Linked DNA regions of Sus scrofa: region 2 is linked to region 1. The links are chromatin contacts, called in public HiChIP or PLAC-seq maps. All regions are on one chromosome and are shown on one strand. The core of a region is the stretch at or near the end of the contact, and the rest is flanking DNA. Distances in the headings are between cores, read along the strand shown. Region 1 holds the start of AP1G2 (AP-1 complex subunit gamma-like 2). Region 2 has its middle 17 kb from the start of NGDN.

Region 1 (4,924 bases), core at 2,032-4,531:
GAGGCCGAGGATGAGGCTGGGCTGCAGGGGCCAGAGCCCAGAGACGGCTCCCCACTCCTCGGAGGCTGCAGCGACAGTTCCGGAAGTCTTCGAGAGGAGGACGGGGAGGATGAAGAGCCCTTGCCCCAGCTGAAGACCCCAGGGGGCGCCGAGCCTGAGCCTGTGGCCTCACCAGTCCTGAGGGGCCTGTCCTCGAGGGGTCCTGATGCCGGGTGCCTGACCGAAGAGGCTGAGGAGGCTGCTGCCACCGACAGGCCCGCGCAGCGGGTGAGAGACCCACCCTCCCAACCTTGTGCCCTCAGTCTTTGCTCCTTGCTGGCCCCTCTTCTCCTCAAAGCCTGGCCTCTCGTCCTTTCCAGACCCCTCAGAGGGGCTTGATTCACACTCAGCTTCCTGTCTGCCTGCCTGGTTGGACTATATCCCACCTCCAAAAAAAAAGAAAAAAAATAGAGGAGAAGTTCCTGTCGTGGCTCAGTGGTTAACGAATCTGACTAGGAGCCATGAGGTTGCAGGTTCGATCCCTGGCCTCGCTCAGTGGGTTAAGGATCTGGCGTTGCCGTGAGCTGCGGTGTAGGTCACAGATGCGGCTCAGATCCAGCGTGGCCGTGGCTGTGGTGTAGGCCTGCGGCTACAGCTCTGATTAGACCCCTAGCCCGGGAACCTCCATATGCCACGGGTGCAGCCCTAGAAAAGACACACACACAAAAAAAAAAAAAAAAAAAAAAAAAAGAGAGAGAGAGAGAGAGAGAGAATTTGCAAGCTAGAAGGAAACTTAGAGACCTTTAACTCCCTCATTTGACACATGAGGGAACTGAGGCCCGGAGCGCTTAGAGTAACTCACCAAGGTTTCCAGCTAATAATTAACAGTAGAGTCAGAACATCTTTCCCTGTTCTCCTTTCGTATCATTTCCAGCTCTCAGTTTCCTACTCCACCCCCACCCCCACCTCCACACTTTCTCTCTTTGGTGCCCAGAAATAAAAAAGGAAAAGCTTGTTCCCTCCCTACCCTGACTCTCCCTCCCTCTCGGGGGAAGAAGGGAAATAGGAAAAAAGGCAGAAAACCGAGAGGGGTGGAGTTTCCCCAGAACCCTCCACTCTGATTGGACTCCCAGCCTTCTCCTGTTTCCTAGCAACCACCTCCTCACCCCTTCATCCCTCTCTGCTTCACTGCAGTAAAGGCGGCTGCTGCCAACGTCTGCTACTAAGGCCAGGCACCTTCTGCCTGGGCCACGTGCTGCTGGGAGGGGAGGGGAGGGGAGGGAGCGGGGGAAGGGCTGACTCGAGGGAGCCAGAGGGAAGGTGGGGCCCCGCCTGAAAGCAGAGGGGTGCTTTGCAATCCAAAAAAGCAAAGATTGGAGATTTCCCAGCTCTGGCCTTTGAGGAGAGGTGCCTGGGACCCCCTCTGCTTTGCCACCTCAGGAAGGTAGAGTCTGGACCTGGTCCTCAGGCACTGAGACTGCATTTCCCCTCATCTCTCTAGGGAGCTGCCAACCCGCTGGTGGTGGGAGCCGTGGCCCTCCTGGACCTCAGCCTGGCGTTCCTGTTCTCCCAGCTCCTTACCTGAGGCTCCTGCCTGGCCTACTTCTCTTCACTCCTCTGACCTGCCTTTTTCTCTTTCCTTCCTCCTGGTTGTTTTTGCTCCTTTCTTCCTCTCCTCCCTTCCCTTTCTTTTCTGTCCCCCTCTGGTTTTGTCTCTTGCTTTTTCTTTCTCCTTTCAGATTCTCTCATTTCTCCTGGCTCCGCCTCTGTCTTCCTCACTCCCCTCCCCACCCACCCCTTCTCTCTCTAGATTGTTTACATATGAAGGGCTTTTCTCGCTCAGAGTCGCTCTCTTCTCTGAGACACACAATTCTAAGTCAGACCATTGCCCCACTCCCTCCCCTGCCTTTTCTTTAGACCTGAACTTGGATGAGGGTGGGGGGTTGATGTCCTGAGGAGTCTCGTGGAAGCTGAGTGGAAAGGAAGAAGAAAATGGAGAAGGGGGATACTCTGTATTGGAGAAGACTGCATACCGGGCAAGGCCCTGGCCGAGCTGCTGTGACTCCCTGACCCAAGGGGCCTGGTGTCCCTCTGAGGCCTAGTGATCAAGCTGGAGGGGGGACAGCCTCCATCTCTGAACTTGGAGGATCCTATCTCATCCCCAAGCACTGAGCTGGGTTCTTGCCCGACTCTCTCCTTCCCTGAAGGAGAAAACGGGAACGAAAAGCAGAATGGCTCCCCAGCATCTTCTCGCTCTTTCTTTCCTCAACAGCCAGCCCCTCGTCCAACCCCCCTGGGAGCATGCCATGTGAAGAGCAATGTGTAAAGGAAAGAAAATGTCCAATGTGGCCATGCATCCCTACCCACTGACCTCTCCCACCTTTCTCTCTTCCCCTAAAAGTTAATTTGGTTAGTCTCACTTGTGGCCTTTGATTAAATTTCTAAGGGGCCTGGAGAAGACATTTCTACTGCAGAGGGTTAGAGGCACCTGAGCAAGGGCCCCACTCCCTCTGGCAGTAGTGGCCGGGGGGGAGCGGGGAGGCAGTTCTGGAGAACGATCCAGACAAGACAGTAGGAACTCACAGGGCAGCAGGAGCTGTTTAATAGCCTCTAAGTGGGTTCCATCCCTTCCCCACATCAGATCAGAATCTTGTGAACCGGGAAAACAGCAGAAGGAGGGGATCAAAGGAAACCAATCTCTCATACTTTGCAGGCATCGCAGAGGTGGGAGTCAAACCCGGGTGAGAGATGGGTGGAGAGCCCTGTTTGAGGTTGTGGCCGATCCCTGGTAGTAGCTTTTCCCCTGGGAGCAGGAAGCCCCAGGAAGAGGGGACTGCAGGGTCCCCAGGGGATCCTTTCTCCCTCCCCTGCATGAGGCAGAGGCAAGCTGCCTGCCAACCCCTCCCTCAAGGAATGGCCTTGCCTGGGAATGCCCACCACACACAACCTCCTCTTTTTTTCTAGTCAAACTCTGTTTACTCCTTGGCCTGCCTCCCTCCTTCCTCCCCTCTCAACCTTTACTTCTGATTTCTATTTCATGGAATTTGGGATTGAAATTAAACTACAACAGTGCCGCCAACATCAAGTCTTGCAGGAAAAAAAAATACAAAGAAATTTAACAAAAAAAATATATTAATAAAAAATTCAAAAAAAGGGGGGGGAATTGTCCTCTCCTTCGGGTGCGATGGCTGCAGACCCAAGCTCTCAGAGGCTCTCCAGGTGAAGGAGCCCTCCTTGGAGACCCCCAAGCCTGTTACACAGTCCCACCTCCCCTAAGTAGTTAACAACTTCCCTTAAGTTGCAAACAAGAAAAGCCTGAGGTCAGAGCAGTTCTGGCTGCTCAGCAGGACTGCCCAGGAGGGGCGGGGTCCCGCGATGGGGGCGGGGAGAAGGAAGGACCGGACCAGGCACCAACCCCCGGTGGGGCTTGCACCAGGAAGCGCTGGGGGGAGAGGAGCGGAGTTGAGACTGAAGCCAGGTGAGGCTGGTGTCAGGGTTGGCGTCCCGGTGTGGGGACGCCGAGGCCGCCTGAGACGTGAACGCAGATTGCCGCGAAAGAAACAGCGCTGGGCTTTAGAAAGGAGATGGCTGAGCTAGGGATGGGAAACCAGGTGGAGGCGGCGAGGGGTAGCGTGGGGGGCGGGGGGAAATGGGCGGGATTCCGGCGCATGCTCAGTAGAAATGGGCGCGGGGACGCATGCGTAGTGGAGGTCTCCCGCGGTGAGGAGGGGGCGGAATTTGGGAACCCACATGGGGGGAGAGCTCGGTTTTCGGGGAGCTGTGGGACCCGAACCCTCAGAATTTTGGTATAGGGGCAAACCTGGGCAGGAAGCCCGGATACTCCCTGCCAGAGGGTCAAAGCCCTCTCCGTTGCGGGCTCTGCACCCCCAGGATGGTGGTGTCCTCGCTGAAGCTTCAGGAGCTAATCCAGGAGATTCGTGAGGCCAAGACCCAGGCCCAGGAGCGGGAAGTGATCCAGAAGGAGTGCGCCCATATCCGGGCCTCCTTCCGCGATGGGGATCCTCTGCACAGGCACCGCCAGCTGGCCAAACTGCTCTACGTCCACATGTTAGGCTACCCCGCCCACTTTGGACAGGTATTGACCAGGGACGCCTCTCTTCCGAGTTTGATGAGAGAAGCTAGTGGGGCAGGGTCTCGGACCCTCTTACCTATTTGTGCCCCGATTTCTTTATTCTGCATGGTTGCTGAGCCCTCACAGCATACACCGCAGTCCTTCCCCATTACAGCCCCTCTTGGTCATTCCCTTCCTTCTCTGGCCAGCGCCATTCAGGGCACCTCTTACTCTGTTTCCCATTCTCCTGTTTCCTTGAAACTACCCGCTAATTGAATCTCCTAAACCTCTCTTCTTGTTGAAGGGAGGGTGGTGGGATACCTGCCTTCACAAGTTAATCTGGTGTTAAGGAGAAGGCTAGAGAAGGGACGTTAGTACCTCCAGTTTCATCCCTGCCCCTTCCTGGTCTACCCCCTTCCCTGTAGATGGAGTGCCTGAAACTGATCGCCTCCCCCAGGTTCACAGACAAGAGGGTGGGCTACCTGGGGGCCATGCTTCTACTGGATGAAAGGCAGGATGCCCACCTGCTAATTACCAACAGCATCAAGAAGTGAGAGGGTTCTGGGAAGTGCTTGGAATCAGGGAGATGGGAGAGTGGGAAACTGGGAAATCCCAAAGGGTTGCCTGCTGCAGGTACTGGGAAGGACTGGATTTCTCAGAGGCTTGCCTGACCGTCCTCCCAAAACTCTGCAGTGACCTGAGCCAGGGGATTCAGGCCATACAAGGCCTGGCCCTGTGCACTCTAAGCACCATGGGCTCTGCTGAGATGTGCCGGGACCTGGCCAATGAGGTGGAGAAATTGCTCCTGCAACCTAGCCCCTACGTGCGCAAGAAGGTGAGATGGCAGGTTCTAGGCACCTGCCCCTCCAGAAA
Region 2 (5,176 bases), core at 2,014-4,513, 80 kb after region 1:
CAGTGACCTCCCTTAGTCATCACACAATTACCTTACTCATCATCATACTTTCCGTAACTTTTTGGGTCCTCCCTCCAGAGGACAAATATTTGCCACAACTAGGAATGTTACAGACTCTAAAACAACTATTATACCTTGATATATGGCTCTATGCTAATCAACACAACTTCCATGTAAGATGTTAGGCTGGTGCTACATGTACCCCATTCTAAAGACCTGGATTTCTGCCAAGGAGCTACTATCTCCTCTCTGTGGACAGCTAAGACATATATAAGAAAGAGTAAGTCACAAAACAAGAGGACACAAAAGCAGAACAGGGAATAGGTGCTACAAAGAGTTCATACACATTTGCACGAAGATACACAGTGAGTTACTGCCCTTTACTGAATATTCCCTTTCCCCACTTGAACCAAATATGAACCCCTCAGATACAACAGTTCTATCTCATCCCTTATTTTATTTTTTGGATATATATCCAGGAGAGGAAGATTCCATTGGTGATTTTATTTATTTATTTTCTGGCTGCACCCGTAGCATGTGGAAGTAACCAGGCCAGGGACTGAACCCAAGCTACAGCTGCAGCCTGCACCACAGTTGAGGCAATTCCACACCCTTAACCCACTGAGCCACAAGTAAACTTCCTCATTCCTTATTTTTATATCTAAACCTAATGTCTAGTGTGTCTGGCAGATTGTAAGTGCTTAATAAATGTTGCTAAATTAATGATACTCTATGCTCTTGTAGAGTTAATATGCGAATGTTTGTGCAAGCTCATTACTGCAGTATGAGTAACAGTGGGGAATGCACCGAGGTAAATGGTGGTTTCGGGAAGAAATAAGATAGAACTTGCTCCTGGTGTATTTCAGACTGAAAACGTTAGGATACACTGAGGTAGCTGCCATCAGGGGACTCTGCTAACTCAATGGACTCCTCCCAGACTTCAGTTCTCTGGTGAGGGGCTAGACGAGGCGGGGAAGTCTAGAACTGAACTGAATATAGTTTCCTTTACTTTTCAGATGAGAAAAGCAATGCAAGCAAGCTGTCCCTCTTTTCTTCAGGTTGGATCACAGTAGTGACCTTGACAGAAGCCTCAGTGCCTAGCTTACCCTCGGCATTGACACCCCAATCTCCCTTCTTCTGCTCCATATGTATCTCCAGCTGTTATCCTGCCTCTCCAGCCCTTGGTCAAGGACAGAAGCCATGCTAGCCAATAGACAGTCGTCTTTTTGAAGTCCCAACTAGGAACCAGTGCCTTAAACCTCCCAGGGAAGCAATTATCTGATTTGAAGGGATGGCTCATCCCTAAAATGTTGACAAGACCACAGAGACCAAACTCAAAGTTCAGCCTGAATGCAATGAGGAAAGGGAACTGAGAATATGTCTTGAATTCTCCATCCTGGATTTTCTTGTTCTCCACGACACAGACACATTTAAGGATTAGTATCTGTCTTTCTAGAACAACTTTCAAAGTTCACCTGGCTTTGGGCAAACTTTAAGACTTTATCTTCCAAAGAGTTCCTTTGGTAGAGCACGTAAGGGGGAAGTTCTCCTTCATTTCTAACCCAAAGCACTCCTATTAAAATTGAGATTTATTTCTTAGAAGATGTTCAAGGCAGCAAATGAACATCCTCTATATCATTATTTCTCAGGTTATTCTTGCATGCTAATGTTTGAGACCCACAGCTCTACCTCTAACCTTCAGAGGCTTCAAGACACTTTCATTCCTCCACTGTTACTAATTCTAATTATTTTCCTTTTCAATAGGTTCCACTCACCATGATTTCCCTTCTCTGTTTCTTCACACCTCCCTCAGGTTTCTTTCCACTGTTCTTTCCTCTTCAGCCCTTCAGCCCCCTTCCCATCCCTCAGTCTCCTAACCTAAATGGACAGACGCCTGGCTTTACTACCTCCTACTTTTCTGACCTAGCATTCTTCCCTGTAGGAATGTTAATTAGCACGTGGGATTTAATTAATTCAGCAGCTAATTAAAAATGGGAGAGGAAGAGTGGGAGAGGAGGCGGGTAGGCGAAACAGAGCCCGCCTCAGTGCAGAAGGCACCGCAGATGGTTCTGGGTTGGTTGGCACCATGCCACCGCCCTCCCCCCCTCAACGGCACGCACGGCGACGGGGGAGGGGCAAAAGTGAGGGGCACAGCCTGGCAGAGCCTCTAGACAGACTCATTCAGTCCCGCTGCCGCTTTGTGCTGGGGAGAGACAGAAAGAGGGAGAAAACGAAGGAAAGAGTGGGAGAAACAAGGAGAGACCACGCTGGGGAAGAGCTAAGGAAGGGGGTGTCGGAGCCAAATAACAGGAAGAAGCAACGAGGAAAGAGCTTGTTCATCCCAAAAGAGAGTCAGCGTCTTGGGGTTCCCTGGCTCCTAAAGACCACTGAGGACAAGATGGGAAGACAGCCACTGACCCTCTGGAGAAAAAGGGATTGCCCACTCTGACAATCAGTGACCCATCTGCAGCCACTCCTCCCACACCACGCTGCTTCTTCAGCATGTGCAGGCGATGAGGAAGACAGCAATGGAAAATGAAAGATGGGGGGGTGGAGGGAGGGGGTGCAGATGGGCAACAGTGAGCAGGTGGAGACGGAGATTTAAAGGAAGAGGAATGAAGGGTACTCGTGGAGGGAAGGGAGAAGTGGGAGAAAGCAAAGGAGAAGAAATAAATATTGGAGAAGGAAGAGGAGGAAGTCAGGGGCAGAGCCATGCTTTGTTTGCCAAGAAGGATAAAGAGGGCTGGCTGGAGTGTCTGTGCAGAGGACTTTCACATTTGATTCCGCCTAGCCCAGGCCAGGCGGTTGGGGGGGGGGGAGTCGTCAGCACAGCAGGGAGGGGGCAAGAGCAGATCCCTCTGAGGGTCAACTGGGGGGCCAGAGGACTCGTCCTACAGATCTTCCAAAATTCTGGATACTTCTGCCAAACCAGGAATTTATCAAGAGCAATGGAGCAAAGCTTTCAAATGAACAGAAAAGGAGGCTAGGATGACAGGAAGCTGCAGAATCCAATTCCAGGAGCTCCAGCAGGGAGATGGGTGAGGAATGGGATTTTTAGCAGCACCCAGCTGGCTCTTTAAGAGTGTCACTTGACACTGAGGGAAATACATCCATTAGGGGATGGATTTGAGGATTTGAGGGATGAGAAAGAGAGGAAAGGCTGTGTTTCAGAAAGCGTCCTTTTGGTGGGAGGCATCTAGGAAGCTCTGGAGCTTAAAGCCTTGGGAGGGAATAAAAGGGTAAGAAGGAAGTCTGCCATCAGTGACAGATTACATAAGACTTGACTGAAAGAAAGTGAGAAGGAGGGTGTGAAGCCAGATGAAGCTTCTCTGGTGTTAACCGCCACAGAACTGAATGCAATGGCAGATAAGGGTCACTGTAGCTAAGAGACAGGGTTTTCCTGGCTGGGAATTCTGATTTGATCTCTTTACCACCTAGGGCTTCCTGCAAGAGCTAGCAGTGAGTGAATCGAAATTGGGAGAGAGGAAGTAGACACTCAAGGGCTTTTTATTCTCCAGAGGTCACCCAGGGGGCTAAACCCAAGGCTGGCAGATGAGACAAAGCACTGCTCAGAGTAAGTTGCTATAGGCTCAGTCAGAAATACATGAATGCTTTCTGAGCTTATTTTCTAGTCTAGGCTTTGATTAACAATAAAAATTACAGGAACATTTATTAATAGAGGCACAATGATGGCTTTACAGTAGAAATTCTCTAAGATTTAAGGTTATCAGCATTAGCAGGAGGAAGTGGGTGGTCCATAGAGCCTTTTGTTATTTCAGTGGTCCCAGACCCAAGAGTTAGCTGCAAATGAGCAGCAGTGCTTAGAGTCCCCTGTATCCACCACCATGTGCTATTCAGCCCTGAGATATTTTTAAGAGGGAGAAGGCTTAGTGGAAGGAGTATATGAGCAGTGAGGTCAAATTAAATCTGGGATGGAAAACTGAAGCCAGGACTTCGGAGACTCCCTATCTTAGCACCATTGAGGCGCCTCCACTAGGCAGGGCTGTGTAACCTGAGGGGGGTGCTGGCCCTTCCCAGGGAGCCGGGGACCCTCTCGGCCTGCACACCCCAGCTCTTTCACGGCTGAAGCCCTCCCTCAGCAGGCCTGTCCAGGCTGGCGTAGACATTAAACCTGACTGTGCTGCTGGCTTCAAGGCTGTCAGTGACTCTGGGGGTGAAATGGGAACACTAGTTTTCAAGAGGTAGTCAACAAAGTCAGACCTAGATGTCTGAGAGGATGCAGAATCTATGCCAGCTCTGCTAATGAATTATTTGTATGGTTTTAGACAAACCACTTCCCTCTACAGCATCTGAGTGGAAGGAAACAAAAATTTTAGCCAATCCAATTTTAGCCACAGTACCATAAGCACCTAAAGAAGAAACAGTTAAAACTTAATTTATGAGTCTGGCAGAAGGTACTAAAGCTGAAAACTGCAACAAATACTTATGAGCCATGCTTTTAGGAGAGGGATCTTAAAGATTTCATCATCTGTGTTACATGAGTCCACAACCCTAACTAGAGTCCCAAGAATAGAATTAGAGGTCTCTGAAAAGGGCGGCAGGAAAATCAGCTGAGGAAACAAGAGGCCACTGGCTCACCTGCCTCCACCAATATACACACCTTAGGAAGGAGGAGAGGCAGGCAGAAGACAGACAGGTTTCCTTAGGCACCTCCAAGGCTCAGATAACACACTGAAGGATGGGGCGTTTTGCACTGAGGCTCTTTCTAGGGCTCTGCCTCACAGGCAAACTCTGCCTGACTCCAGGAGTCAGCCTTGACTCACGCATGCTAGGGAAATGGGAGCTAGTCATTCTGAGACTGCCATTTAAGCTAAGAAAGGCCTCCTCCCAACAGAGAGCTAAGGAAAGAGGCCGCACTGTCCATCTCGTGGACAACTCCTAGGCCATACACAAGGCCAAGACTTAGCACTATTATCCAGGGAGTTACCAGGACACTATTAATCCATAACAATATCTCGGTAAGAAGGTAATTAGCCATCCTAGAAACTGGATAACTTTACAACCCACAAACACCGCTGAGTTAGCTGGGCGGCCATACTGGTCACACAATGAGTGGTCTGCAGACAAAGTTAAGAAGGCGGCGAAGCAAGACAAAGGGTAACATCTGATTAATCTGCACCATATTCTGGGAAGACTAAACAAATAAAGGGAGCTA

Evidence for each region. HiChIP or PLAC-seq counts read pairs in DNA pulled down with a chosen protein or histone mark.
Region 2: a contact with region 1 is called in an H3K27ac HiChIP or PLAC-seq map of alveolar macrophages. The contact joins the enhancer-like site here to the promoter of AP1G2 in region 1. A contact is called at or near these places in 2 of 5 promoter capture datasets (fetal liver and fetal skeletal muscle), 22 of 47 Hi-C or Micro-C datasets (adipose tissue, alveolar macrophages, blood and 13 more) and 2 of 2 datasets of contacts at active chromatin or transcription factors (alveolar macrophages and skeletal muscle).

The regions. Positions count from the first base shown.
Region 1 is chr7:75,529,850-75,534,773 of Sscrofa11.1, forward strand. AP1G2 (AP-1 complex subunit gamma-like 2) reads left to right here and starts at 3,282. Exons shown (of 21, transcript XM_013978200.2): 1 at 3,282-3,457; 2 at 3,871-4,075; 3 at 4,745-4,886. The coding sequence starts at 4,803. It overlaps JPH4 (junctophilin-4), which reads left to right. Exons shown (of 6, transcript XM_001928670.6): 5 at 1-267; 6 at 1,481-3,134. The coding sequence ends at 1,564.
Region 2 is chr7:75,609,733-75,614,908 of Sscrofa11.1, forward strand. No RefSeq gene overlaps it. Among named protein-coding and RNA genes, the nearest start is that of NGDN, 17 kb to the right of the region's middle. Within about 2 kb of position 3,264, at least 11 of the 83 cell types and tissues checked have an H3K27ac peak or open chromatin away from gene starts, as enhancers often do. A contact at or near this core is called in alveolar macrophages, where this site is marked.